Regions from separate parts of the Mus musculus genome. Here region 1 is linked to region 2. Evidence: chromatin contacts called from public Hi-C data. All regions are on one chromosome and are shown on one strand. The core of a region is the stretch at or near the end of the contact, and the rest is flanking DNA. Distances in the headings are between cores, read along the strand shown. Region 1 overlaps Shisa9 (shisa family member 9). Region 2 holds the start of Shisa9 (shisa family member 9).

Evidence for each region. Hi-C and Micro-C count contacts between places; a contact is called where the count stands out from the background.
Region 1: a contact with region 2 is called in a Hi-C map of bone marrow-derived macrophages, with 2.1 times the contacts expected there. The contact joins the enhancer-like site here to the promoter of Shisa9 in region 2. A contact is called at or near these places in 5 of 39 promoter capture datasets (the HPC-7 cell line, HPC-7-derived erythroid cells, embryonic stem cells and 2 more), 7 of 484 Hi-C or Micro-C datasets (the HPC-7 cell line, bone marrow-derived macrophages, cerebral cortex and 3 more), 4 of 115 datasets of contacts at active chromatin or transcription factors (astrocytes, bone marrow-derived macrophages, embryonic forebrain and 1 more) and 2 of 9 other capture datasets (adipose tissue and macrophages).

What each region holds. Positions count from the first base shown.
Region 1 is chr16:12,089,061-12,096,146 of GRCm38.p6, forward strand. All of the region lies in intron 2 of Shisa9 (shisa family member 9), which reads left to right. Among named protein-coding and RNA genes, the nearest start is that of Shisa9, 110 kb to the left of the region's middle. Within about 2 kb of position 1,256, at least 12 of the 459 cell types and tissues checked have an H3K27ac peak or open chromatin away from gene starts, as enhancers often do. A contact at or near this core is called in bone marrow-derived macrophages, where this site is marked.
Region 2 is chr16:11,979,097-11,985,736 of GRCm38.p6, forward strand. Shisa9 (shisa family member 9) reads left to right here and starts at 5,017. Exons shown (of 5, transcript NM_028277.2): 1 at 5,017-6,047. The coding sequence starts at 5,485. It overlaps Gm32278 (predicted gene, 32278), which reads right to left and starts at 4,649. Exons shown (of 2, transcript NR_155455.1): 1 at 4,462-4,649; 2 at 1-285.

The DNA.
Region 1 (7,086 bases), core at 6-2,505, 110 kb after region 2:
AGAATCAGGAGAGTTGATGCTCCTGGAGACAGAGCTAAGTTAATGGTGGCTGATCAGCTTCCTTATTCCTTGAGTGAGAGGATTCTGAGCTCTCTGATGCAGCCTGTCCTGGCAGCTTTAGCAGGAATGAGCCTCAGTTGTTCATAAGTGTTAGCTTGACTGACTTCTCTACTCCTGTTCCTGAGATTGCCTCCCAAATAAGTTTATATCCACGTGTGGTGGTTTGAATAAGAATGGGCCCCATAGGCTCATATGTTTGAATGCTTAGTCGTCAGGAAGTACACTACTTGGACAGGATTAGGGGGGTATAGTTTTGTTCGAGAAAGTGTGTCACCAGGGGTGGGCTTTGAGATTTCAAAAGCCCAAGCCAGGCCCAGTGGTTCTCTCTCTCTCTCTCTCTCTCTCTCTCTCTCTCTCTCTCTCTCTCTCTCTCTTCCTGTTCCTCATGGATTTGGATATAGAACTCTTGGCTTCTCCCACAACACCATGTCTTTCTGCATGCCTCCATGCTCCCTATCATGATAACAACAGCCTAAACCTCTGAAACTGTAGGCCAGCTTCTATTAAAAGCTTTCCTTATGAGAACTGCTGTGGTCATGGTATCTCTTCACCACACTAGATCACTGACATAGACACTGCTCAAACTCAATTTCAGAGCCAGCTCCAAGAGCATTCAGGCTGGGATCTGAGCCCCATGAGTGAGTAGCAACACCCTTCACTAGAATTTCATTAACAGTGGGACTTGGGGAAGTGAGTTATTGCCTGTGGACCAGAGGCTCGACTTTGTCTTTGATGATGGTAGAAAAGAATTAAGTTCTGCTTTCTGGACAGGGAAGCTCTAGGAGGACCTCTGTAGGAGAAGAATGCATCAAGGGAAATGAATCCCAGATGGCCTTGTCATGGCATGAAGGCAAGGAGTCACTGGTGAGAATTTTCAGGAAATATTGGTTAAGCAATCGATTACCTTGGCTCCTAACAGGGCTGTTACTCAATGTTAGAATGAGTAGCTACTGGTTTCATGCCGGCAGACTTTGCAGAATCCATGGCTTGGAAAGCCTTTACTATTAAGTTGATGGTGAGGGGGTCATTGGAATACACAGTGACTCAAACAGATCCTGGGAGGACCATGGCTGCTGTGGGTCTTACTCCAGGCATGTTGCAAAATTACCCACAGTTCCAGATTTACATCCCTCTGTAGTTGCTGCCTTATCTGTGACCTTAGGAACTCTTCTGCACTCTGCAGGCCTTTGCTTCCTCTTCTGTTCAATGGTGCGTGCTATATGAATGTCAGTTATCATGCAGTGTAAGCCACATGGGCTGTAGTGCACAATATGTGCGACTTCCCATGTTCAGCCAACTCATGTCACAATTGAGGTGGATGAGTGGCAAAGGATGTGGACCCATCTCAGATGAACTCCCTGGCCTGGGGCAGGCAGTGCAGCATCGGACAGAGGAGGAACCTGAGGCCTGCAGAGTTCTGGAGACTCACTGAGGTCTCAGTTGCAGGATACCAGCATCCTTGAGACTCAGTAGGTTTAAACACGTGCCAAAAGAAAGCCTGGGGTTCAGGTGGGCCAGGCCAGTGACAGGAGCATGTGAGCACTGGGTGATACTTGGACGATAGTCCCAGAGCTCCCCATTCACTGGTTTTCTGAGGCTCAGTGTGTTCTCTTTGAAAATGAAAAATGAATACATTAGGCTCATGTGAGGCTTCTTATGACAACATGTGTTGGGAAAACTTGGATTTGCTCCAGTGAGACTGATGCAGTAGGAAGTGATTTGAACATAATGTGGATTTCACGTCGCTTATGTGAAACTTCCTAGAGTAAAAAACAAGTGGTGACTGCGGAAAACTCCTGAGTGGAGCTGAGCCACACAGGAAGAGAGCAGTGTAGTCAGGAGCACAGCTTAGACACAGCTCCACGGCCATCCAAACCCCTCCTGGGGTCACAGCTTCTCCCTCCTTAGGTCACAGCTTCCCCCTTCTGGAGTCACAGCTTCCTCTGTGGCTTCCATTGCCTCACAAAATTCACAAAACTACAGCTGTCTCTCAGGACCTGCTTCTGTAACCCAACCTCAGGCTTTTGGAGTAAAACAATATTTATTGATGCAATTACACAATTTAAAGCCACTCAACACATGGAAAAATGGTACTACTTTTTTTTTTTTAAATCAGGTTCTTGTTTCTTTTTACTATGTCACTGATAAAGTATATAACTGTTGTGCCCCTTCCCCGACTTCCCATAAGTCCTGCAGCTTTTATTGTGTGATTTTTGCCCAGGATAGAGAGTTTTAAGGTTGCATGTGTTACACCAGGGCAGGCCAAATGTAGAATTAAAGCACCTAGGAGTAGTGCCCTGTGCAGAGCACTGGGTGTACTGGAGCATCCTTGCCTTCCATCCTTATATAATGACAGTGGAAGGGAGCTGAACTAGGACTCTGGACTGTTGTGAAAGCCCTCCAGCCTCTAAGCTGAAAGAAAAGACTAAGGAACAGTCTGGAGGGGTCATGCACGATCGAGGCTTCAGAAAGGCCATAGTTAGGACTTTTGTAAAAAAGAGAAAACTCAGGTTCCCATTTTCTGTGACAAAATAATTTACGATATAAGGGAAAATACTGCATATGCTCTCTCACATGTGCACTCAGGTATATGCATAAAGGCTGTGTGAGGACTATGTGCAAGAGGATTGAGAAGTACACAGGAGCAAAAAACATGGATAAACACACATGAAAGTATTGCTAAGAGACAAATTGTTCAAGGCATTGGGTTCAGTCCCTAGCACACACAAAATAATACAGGGTAAAAGAAACATATTGATTTGGAACTAGTAAATTCCCTGAAGATCTTGATTCGGCTGGAGCTGGATGGAGGAACTTGCATGCAGTTAGCAAGACCTTATTCCCATCCCCCAGCCCTATCTTCTGCTGTGTTGTTTCCATTTTCATGTAGCCTGTCTTCCTGTGAAAGCCGGATGGTGGCCACCAGTTTCTGGCTCAAGTCATCCAGCTTCAAGTCTAATATAGATAAGGAGGTCTCTCTCCTAGTCTTGCCAGCTTAAATCCTGGGATGAACTGACTCTATCTGAATCATATATTCACATCTGGGATTGTAGTTGTGGCCCAAGGAAGATGTTGTTGCTTGGCTTGGTGGTGACAAACCCTCCCTCAGAAATTGGTTGTGCAAATGGTCTAGACTAAGGGACTGGGGAGGCGGTTCTGCAAGGGAAATTTAAAGCATTGGGAACTGAATAAGGAAGAAACAGAATAACACAGAACCAGGAATTGAATCTGTATTTTATGCTTTACTCTGCTTTATTTTCGATATACCCCAGCAAGCCTATCTTTCCCTTCACAATGGGCAGATGCTGCCAGCCTACACTTCCCAAACTACTCTAGGGCCAGCCATCAGAAGGGTATATATAAACCAGTTTCAAGTTCTTAAGAAATGATTCAGGTTATGCTTGGACCAGGAGCCCATATATATTGAAAACACTGTTTAGTGGTAAGGACCCTGTAGGTGTTTGCCCACATGGCAGTGGAGGTGCCTGTTGTAAAATTAAGCTGCCAGGGTTCCCCTTGTTAAGTCTATAGATGGAGAGATGAATTCAAATTGTCACTATGAGGAGGTCAAGCATCCCAGTAGGGATCCATAGTTAGGTCGGATCTGTTTCTTTCAACTTACCAGTGATTGTTTTCAGGATTGGAGTCCAATGTGGGTTAGCCCATAGTTGTTGGAGCGAAAGGTGCTTGTTAGTATACTGCCATCTGAAGACAGAGAGGAACACAGAGCTAGTGGAGGTGGGGTTGGGAGCACCATGAGCATGACATAACAATGATCTAACTTTTTAGCTTTGGTCTCACCTCTTAGTCCTGCTAGACTTGTTAATGAGTGGGTATTATACACATCTGACAGAAGTCAGGTCACTGGGATGCTCTTTTTCCCTCTGAGATTGGAAGCAATTGGATCCTAGATATTGTGTTCCATTCAGACTTCAAGCGCTATGATGGCTGGGGGCGGGAGTGGGGATGGGGGGTGGGGGGGGGCGGGGGGCGGGGTAACTGTTTGGATCACTTGGAAATTACATTATTTTTTTCCAAATTAAAATGCTAGATCTAGCTCCTCCCTGAGACTACACAGTTTCCCTGTGATTTTGGAGTTTGTATTTCCAAAGAAGTACAAGCTATTTCTCCACCTGTGGAGTTGATCTGGCCCTGTGCTTTTCTTTTGGCCAAAAGAATGTGGTAGAACAGTCTGCCAGTTCCAAGTCTAGAGCCAAAGGATTTTGTGTGTTTCTGCTTTCTGTCTTGCACCTCGGTGCTTCCAAGAGAACACTCCTAGACTAACTTGTTGAAGGATGAGAGACACAGGAGCATGAGCCCGGGCACTCCTTTGTACCATCCAAGATCATTGTGAATCAGTCAACAGCCAGCCTGTTCTGGACACGGGAAAGAGCTGAACAGACTGGATATGTGATCCTTGCCAAGGCCACTGGTCCTTTTTAAAAAGCTGCGCTATTTGGGCATGTCTTTTAAGGCAGCATCACTGAGGCAATGGATGCCTGGTGCTCTTGGGATAGAATAAATCACTTTACACATGGCACGGCTAACACATACCATACAAATCTTGGCTTCTGCTCTCCTGATGACAAAGAGTGACTACATCAGTTCTGTTTTGTAGACAACTGAAATGGGAGTTGTAAATTTAAAATGACCCACAACCAGCTAGTTAGGGGTTGGTTTGTGATAACAAGACAGGTCTTTCCAACTCTATGTCCACATGCCTACCCCATTTACAGACCCACCATCCACATTAGAAATAGGTGTTAGTCTAGAGAACTCAGTTCAGAGAAGGCTGCATTCTCATGGACCGCAGTATTTTGGAGTACATACATCTTTACCACAAAGGTCTTGTATTATGATTCAAACTAGACTTCAGTGGGGAAAAATATGAATAAGTATCACACTATGGAAGACATATCAATTACACATAAATCTCCTGAAAAAAATACTTAGTACTGTTATCCACCAGGGAAACTCAAGTCAAAATTGCCACAAAGAACTGTCTATCACAATGGTTAACACTATAAAGAGCAGCACCGTCCAGTAAAGCAGAAGTGCAGAGTAACTAAATTCTCATATGCTGCGGATGTAAAAGGCTACAACCAAAAGGGGTCTCATAGTTTAAAAATGAAGTTAGTCCGGAGCTAACCTTGTAACCCCTCACGTGGAATCCTAAGTTCTTTCTCATGGTAAATGGAAACTTCTGTCCACACACAGACTTGTATACTAACGGCCATAATTTGTAACAGTGCTAAGGTGGAAAATCTTCCCAGTCCCTGTTTATATGAATAGATAAAGTGCTGGTGGGGTAGAACAGCAGTGTGAACGAGTACACTGGGACCTGTGCACCAGGATGGGTGTGTTCAGCGACACTGTGCTGAGAGAAGGAAGGCAGGCAGAGAAGGATGCACGGCACATAATTCTGTTTATATGAAATCTCAGAATGGTGATTCTAATCTCTAGTATCATGAAGTCAGTGTTGTCTAAGGCTGAACATGAGAGGCCCATGAAGATGGTATCTGCTGGATGTTGTCAAGGTGCTAGAGATGTCCCATGTCTTTGCTGTGTGCACATTTGTCCAAAGCCATCACCATGAAAGCTCAGAAGGTGTGTTTGCTGATTATAAATCATACTTCAATAGAGCTGCTTTGTTTTCAGAGCCTTAAAATCATGTCTTCTGGGAGTCACATGGCTAAGAATTACTGGAGAATGATGGATGGGGTGACAGAGTCAGCTCCCTGGAGCTGAGAATGAAACAGTGCCCAACTCCCAAAGACATAGCAGGACCCTGGTTGGTGCCTGGTCACTGCAAGTGAGAAAAGGCAGGAGGACGCCTCTAGCGTAGAGCTTGGCGGCAGAATAGATTCTTGTTAAAAGGCAGCTCCAGAAATCCTCTAATGAATGCCTGCTGTGGGCCAGATATCACAGAAGGCCCTGTTTATATGTGTTATTTCATTTTATGCTAACTAACAACTTGTAAATTAAAGGCTATTATTATCCTCATTCTGCGGTGGAGAAATCATGCTTGCCCTCTGGTGCGATTTTCTCTGTAAAAGGATTGCAGGGACTACTGAATAGAATGCACACACACACACACACACACACACACACACACACACAGACTTTTTCATACACACACTTACACAAACTGGAAACTTTAAGGCTGAGTGCCAGATTCTGACGCGGACAAGACTCCTCTTGTCTCTCCTGGGTAACCTGATTCCTGGGTAACCCTGGGCTCTGCTCCCGGGGTATCTGAAGGCAGTGGTCAGCAGGCAGGTGAGCTAGGGAATATGCAGATGTGTGGAATAACTAGTACAGGTGCATCTCCAGATCTCTGGAAAATCCTCTTGACATGCAAAATGTCTTGTCAGGCAGCCTTCCTTCCCCTCTCAGTTCTCTTAGGATAGGAATAACAGTTACATAAGACACCCCAGCTGTGCTGCCTTCTCGTGGAACAGCAGACCAAGGTGGAAAGGAGGCAGCTACATTAGGGCAGGGTGCAGGATACAGCTCAGAGGCCCTAGGAAGCTGGGGTTTGGAGAAGGATTCAGGGTAAGGCAACTGGATGGAGAGGGACTCTTCCTATTCCTAGATGACATACTTATTGGTTGCAAACCCTACCTCAATGAAGCTGATTTTGCAAAAAGATTAAGATGATTCTTCAGAGAGTCATGTGGATAAGATGTACTAAGTTTTGTAGCCTGGGAGCTCAAACCTGGGTTGTCATCTTCCAGGATTGTCTCCCACCCACATGGGTATCAGATAGCCTTCACTTCTTGCTTGGACCTTGGCAGTAGTACCGAGCCTTCCCACTTCCAGGTTTCCCAGTGTGTGTTGTGCTTGTGTCTCTCTGGACCCATGCTGCTGCTGCTTCCTCCTCTTCCTCTTCCTCTTCTTCCTCTTTTAAAGATTTATTTATTATATGTAAGTCCACTGTAGTTGTTTTCAGACACACCAGAAGAGGGCATCAGATCTCATTACAGATGGTTGTGAGCCACCATGTGGTTGCTGGGATTTGAACTC
Region 2 (6,640 bases), core at 3,767-6,266:
TTGAGCTCTATGTAGCTGAGATATCTTGCAGCTCCTCCATGGTAAAGAGCCCTCTTTAAATACATGAGAGTCTCCACTCACAGTGCCTAGCGCTATACAAAGTGTAGATCTAGGATCTGGACATTCTTGGAGAGAGATATCACAGTTTGTTTGTTTGTTTTCTTTTTTTAAAGTAGGGTCTTGCTGTACAGTTCAGGCTGCACTCGTGATCCTGCTTCAGCCTGCTGAGTGGGGGGTTGCAGTCACGTACCACCACACCTGGGTCAGAGCGGCATCATTATCTGTCTGGGAGAAAACCAAAGGTTGAGAAACTTAACTTGAAGGCAAGAGCTTAGAGCCAGCCAGAGCTAACACTGAAACCTTTGCTCACTGGCCCCCACACAAATCACTTCAAACTTTGAAAGACTTCCAGCCAGAAAGTGCTGGGATTTAAACATAAGCCTAACACCGCAATCATGGTATTTAATTGGTTTTAATTTTGACCCCCAGTTGACATTTGGCAATATCCATGAAAATTTTAGTTGTTACAAGGAGGTGAAGGCATGGTGGTATGGTGTCTGGTGGGTGAGGGTAAAATATACTGCCAAATGTTCCACAGTGCCCCGGGCGCCCTCAGGACACAGGTGTGGCACTAAGTGTAGACAAGCCTGGCATAGAGGTACCCTTCTCCAGCTTCAGGTCTCGGTGCTGGACAGTACACTTTCTTTTCCTTGCTGTAAACACCACTCTGTGTTTATTTTCCTTAAATTGACTTTACGTTAGTGAATTTAAAAGAACCAACTACACTTTAACACTTCTACCTATGGATTCATCTGGAGGATGTGCTTTTTAAAAAGATGCTTATGGAAACAAGTAAGACACCATTGATAAGTGAGATACCTGTGGAGGGGCCCCATCGTCAGTGCGGGGAGCCATGCTATTGACCTACTTCAGCTCTTTGAAGCTTCTTTATCTCTGCAGACACAGAGGACAAAATCCATCAAATATGTGTTTCTGGAGCAGGCAAGGCTTGCTACCATTTGCCTCTGTGTCATCGCTTCCTTTTCCCCCCTCAAGGCTAACAGTTGCTTGGAAACCTCTTTGAAACCTTAAAAGCCATCTGATGAAGAAGATGAACAAACAACTCATTCGGGGAAGGGCCACTGTGCCCATAATTTAATTTGTTGCATGGCTTATAAACACTGGTTTCAAGGTAGTCCCAGGCAGCCCAGACCCTTCCTTAATTGTTAGCTAGTACGATCGCATGCTTGTTGTGGTAGGTACCGCAGCCTGAAAAATTGAGGCCAGAGTAAAGGAGGTTCTTCTTTAGATATTAAAAAAGGCCTGAGCTGTAATTCTATAGCATCCTCATCTCTTTCACAGAAAAAAAAGCTTTCATAAAGGGCCACAATTTTCCCTGGGTGTGTTCAAGTGAATTTGTTTCTGTAGGGGTTTGGGGAAGAGATCCAATATGATTTTTCCTCGTCTATGGACTTGCCAGCTGTTTCAGTGAGCAACTTTAGAACCTGCCCCTACCCCCAACATAGAAAGAAGCCTTAAAAGAAATATACTTTTGGTCCTGTGTCCTGAACCTATCAGGGGGTAGTGGCTATACAATAACTTGATATGAAAATGGGCATTTTTATCCCTCCAAAGAGTGAAAAGAACAAAGATGATTTTCCTAAATATTTCTCAAAGGCTTGGCACATGGGCTGGAGCAATCCTAGCAGGCACAGGCAGAGCCACTGCAGATAGTAAGGGAACTGAATCAGGGGAAAGCTCCTGGGGAACAGGAGGAGGCTTAGGATTCTTCCAGGAAAAGCAGGCAGGGTGGATCTCAGTCTGCTTCCTTCTGAAGCAAAGCTCCTGCAGTTTTCTTCCCGCAAACAGGGGGCAGTCTCTGTTAATTAAAGCCGGAGAGCCTTGTGCAGAGACCAAAGGCAGATCCAGAAGTGGACTTTCCTATTCATCTTTTGTGTAAGGGTATTTAAAAAAATCATGTTTCAAAGTCTCTTAAACCCCCCAAATCTTGAAATTGTGTGTGTGTGTGTATGTGTAAAACCTACTTTTTTTCTATGAGGTCGCTCATTGTAAAGGATGCCTTGACTCTGGCTGGTGAGCACCGAGGAGGTGTTGAAGCAGGGTTGGAAATGGCAGAAAACTACATTAGTAGTTGGAAAGCTTATTCTGGCCTTGGCTTTACCACTTGCTAGCTAGAGCTCACAACTTCTTGGATCCTAGGAAGCCTGCTGGAAGGTCCCTCCCACAAGCCCAAGTATCTCCCAACCTCAGGGAAGACGGGATGCTAGAAAGCACCCTGCGTGCTCTGGGCATTCCTTTCCTCTTTTTTGTCCCAGATCGAACAATTTCTTAAAGATCTCTTTCTAACCCCTTCATGTCTCTCTCCCTCTCTCTCTCTCTTTCTGGATAGGCATATTCCCATGGGTGCAGGTGTGCACACACATGTGTAGCTGTGTGTGCTGAGGCCAAATGACAACCTCAAGTGTCATTCCTCAAGAACTTAATTTTTAAAAGATTTATCTTTTTATGTGTTTGTGTGAATTTATGTGAAGCAAGTGCATGTGGGTTCCGGTGCAGGCCAGAGAGTGCCATGTACCAGTACTGGAGCTGTAGGAAACTGTAAATCAGCTGATTTGGGTGCTGAGTCCTCTGTAAGTACAGTAAGGGCTCCTAACTGCTCAGCCATCTCTCCAGCACCCCATCCCTTTGTCAGGAGATCCCCCTCAGTAGGTTAAGACAGCTGGCCCAAGTGTCCCAGGGGTCTGCCTGTGTCCTCTCCCCCAGCTATGTGATTCTAAGTATGTGCCACCACACTCTGCTTCCTCATGTAGGTTTGAGGGGGTAAACTCAGGTCCTCTTGCTTTCATGACAAGTAATTTCATGATTCATAACTTGTTAAAAATCTTAATTAACTAAACACCTAGCTAACATACTTCACAATTCGTTTTTGTCTGTGTGCCTGGGAACACAGATTATCAAGGCCATTTTAGTCATGTTATTTACATGGCAGTGCTTGGAGACATTAAAGATAGAAACACGTAATCAAAGGTGGGGTGCATGTCTGTTAGGAAGGGACAGGAAGTGGCCAGTCACAGACTCTGGAAGCATAGTTCCTGGGTAAAATGTCAATAGCTTTCACTCCACAAACTCCCTGGGTAGCTTTCTCATTGCTTTGAGGCTCAGTTTCTCTCATTGCTATTGGGAAGATAATATTAACCAAGAAGCAGAGAATTAAGGGAGCCCCTGAGCTCACTGATTCCTCTACAAGACCCCAGGTTGTCTGGTACTCAGTAGTTATTGATTTTTAATAAAAGCAAGCTTAGGGATTGTGCTATAACTCACAGAGAAATGTCAGCTGCCATCAGCTCCCACACCAATGTTTATGGGATGGACAAGGTGGTAGCAGTTGTGGGTTGCCAGTATGACAAATATGCCTCCCACCCTATTTGCAGGGTCCTATGGTGAGGAAGCTGGTTGGCAGTTCTCTTTCCTTTTCACAGTGGGGGATGGGTTGGAGTACATTCTACTGCAGTCAGTCTTGGCTCTAAGACCTGGTGTGGTTTACCAAGGTGGCCCTGGGCTGCATTTGTAAATCTTCTTTCATCAAAGGGAGGGGGAGTTTAGCCAAACCCTTTGATTTGGAAAAAACTTGCCACACAGTCTTAATAAATCCTCTCATAAATTATCAATTAAGAGGATCCCAGCAGACCATTTTACATGTGGCCCAACTTCGTGGTCCTTTGAAAATTTCCCCCAAGAGTCCTGCAGCTGAAACCAAACAAGAGGAGAGGGAACAGAAAACATTGCTTCCTCTGTGATTCACCCAGCCTACTGCAAAGAGCATACTCAGTTAATACAATTAAAAAACAAAACGCCAGGGCGTGTGGGGATATAAATTTAGCTTAGCAGCTTTGATGTGAATCCTGATTTAGGGGCTATTGAAATCAAATTCAAGTAGAGGGCAGGAAGAAATAGGAGAAATGGTCGAGGGCTTATGGAGGGCTGGGAGGAATCAGTCAGGAGAAAGGAAGAGAGAACAAATTTGGAAAGGTTGAGAAGAGATGCTGGGAGCCAAGGAAACAACCTCGGTGAGGATGTCGGGGAAGGGGGGCTCCGTGGGGACAGGGGACAGCCTGCTCTGGAGACTGTCGCGCGGGCTGCAGAAACGAGTGGCTGAGGATGAGTGCCCAGGCCTTGCGCTGCGCCAAAACTGCCAGCGCAGAGGCGGCGCCGCTGTGTGCCCTCCTGTGGAGCTCAGCGTTCGCTGCGGGGGCGAAGAGGGACAGAAAGCGGCAGGTCCTAAGGGCTAGGGGAGTTCTTAGGAGAGCCCTTCCAGGGTGAGCCATTGCCTTCGCTTTGTCCGCTGACCGCCTCGCCAGACCACCCAGCTTTTAATATGAGTTCCCAAGCCCCTGTTCTGGGGTGCTTACCACAGCCCAAGGGGTTTGACACCTAACCCACCTTCCCAGTTCCAGCCTCTTCTCTGTTCAGGGACTCGAACCATCCCAGGCTCGCGCCAGGCATGAGGTCGCATCCCCGGAAAGGGCAAGGCAGTTCCTGCACGCCCGGGAGGAGGAGGGAGATCTTGTCTACACTGCTTCTAGTGTGTCTTGGAGTGAGCAAGCCATCTAATCTGTCCCGATTCTCCTAGTCACCCCTTCCCTGATCGACAGATTGCAATCGCAGCTCCTGCGCACGCACCCCTAGGGGGGGAAATCGAGGGCGGAACCACCTCTGAGTCTTTGCTTGGGGTGAGGAGCACCTTTCTCCCCGAGAGGGTGCCAGAGGTCCCGGCCGTGGTTCTTTCCACCTGCCGAGAAATCAGAGCTGTTCTTTCGAGCCTGGCAGCGGTGGAGCTTGCTGCTTTTGCCCGAGCTCTCTCTGCACGCCCCCTATTCGCCCCCGCCCGCCCGAGTCACCTCTTTACGCGCCCCCGCCCCTTTCGAGCTAGCGCTCACCACCACCCCTCCTCTATCCGCCCTCCTCCCCTTCCCCCTTCCCTCTGGCCCTCCCTTCATTCCACAAGTGTCGCTTCTCTCTCTCTCTCCAGCGCACTTGGCGTGCTAGAGAGGTGAAGAGCATCCTGCGAGCGAGCGGACGTGGGGAGCCGAGTCCCGGGTGGCGGGTGGAAGGGAGTTACGGACACAGCGACTCTCTCCTGTTTTCCACCCCCGCCTCCCCCGGTGGCCAGCAGGACCTGCACCCCGCGCTGGCCCCCGCTCCTGCTCCGTCCCCGCCCGGCCCCGGCGCGCTCCTCCCCGGCCGGCCCCCTTCCTCGGCGCGCGTCGCGCTGGAGGCGAACGCAGTCTGAGCCGAGCGCAGTGGCCGCCGACCACCGAGCGCCCCGCGCCGCCTCCCTGCATGTGCGGCCAGCGGCGGCCCGCAGCCCCCGCCAGCAGCCTCGGCAGCTTCGGCCGCGCGTCCAGAGGCGGCGGTAGCGGCTCCAGCGGCGGCCGAGCGCTCCAGCCCGGGTTGGGAGACACGATGCGCCGAGTCCTTCGGCTGCTTCTCGGCTGCTTCCTCACCGAGCTGTGTGCCCGCATGTGCCGGGCGCAGGAGCGATCTGGGCACGGGCAGCTAGCGCAACTGGGCGGCGTACTGCTGCTCACAGGGGGCAACCGCTCCGGAGCCGCCTCCGGAGAGGCCGGCGAGGGCGTCGGGGGCTCGGACGCACCGCCGACTCGAGCGCCCACGCCAGACTCCTGTCGGGGCTACTTCGATGTCATGGGCCAGTGGGACCCGCCGTTCAACTGCAGCTCGGGCGACTTCATCTTCTGCTGCGGGACTTGTGGCTTCCGGTTCTGCTGCACGTTTAAGAAGCGGCGACTGAACCAGAGCACCTGTACCAACTACGACACGCCACTCTGGCTTAACACGGGCAAGCCCCCAGCGCGTAAGGATGACCCCTTGCACGACCCCACCAAGGACAAGACCAACCTTATCGTCTACATCATCTGCGGGGTGGTGGCTGTCATGGTGCTGGTGGGCATCTTCACCAAGCTGGGGCTGGAGAAAGCGCACCGGCCCCAAAGGGAACACATGTCCAGGTGGGCTGCCTCCCCTTCGCCCCCCTCTTTGGGTCCACTTTCCTTTCCCATCCATCTCCAACATTCCCCAGCCGTGCTTCCCTCCACCCCAAGGTCTCCGATTGGGGAATGTCATCCAGGACGACAACTTTCCCTTGTAGCATTGAGCCAAGCAAGGCATTGGGCTCAGCACAGGTGGGAGTGAAGGCCGAGTGTGGAAGGGGAAAGTCTCTTTTCCCCTCGCCCACCTCCTGTTCCCTCTCACCAGATATGATGGTGGGTCTTGAGACACATAGCCGGGTCTTTAAACTCTTGCGTTTTGGGGAGAGGATCCATTTATGGAGGTAAACAGAGGCAGGCGAACCTGAAAGGAAGTGGGGGGGGGGGCGTGTATGATCCGTGTGCTTGTGTGTTGGAGGGAGGGAGGAACGGAGGGAAAGAGTGAGTACCTCCTGCAACTTGTACACTAGCGAAAATGAAGCAAAGGTTAGGGAGAGTGCACCAGAACCAAAGCCTCCTAGTGCTGGCGCTTCCCCAGAGCTTTGAGGGTCCTTGATTAGAACCTCTTCTTTCCCCATTCCATTTCTCCCTCACCATCTATTCCTCTCTGTGCT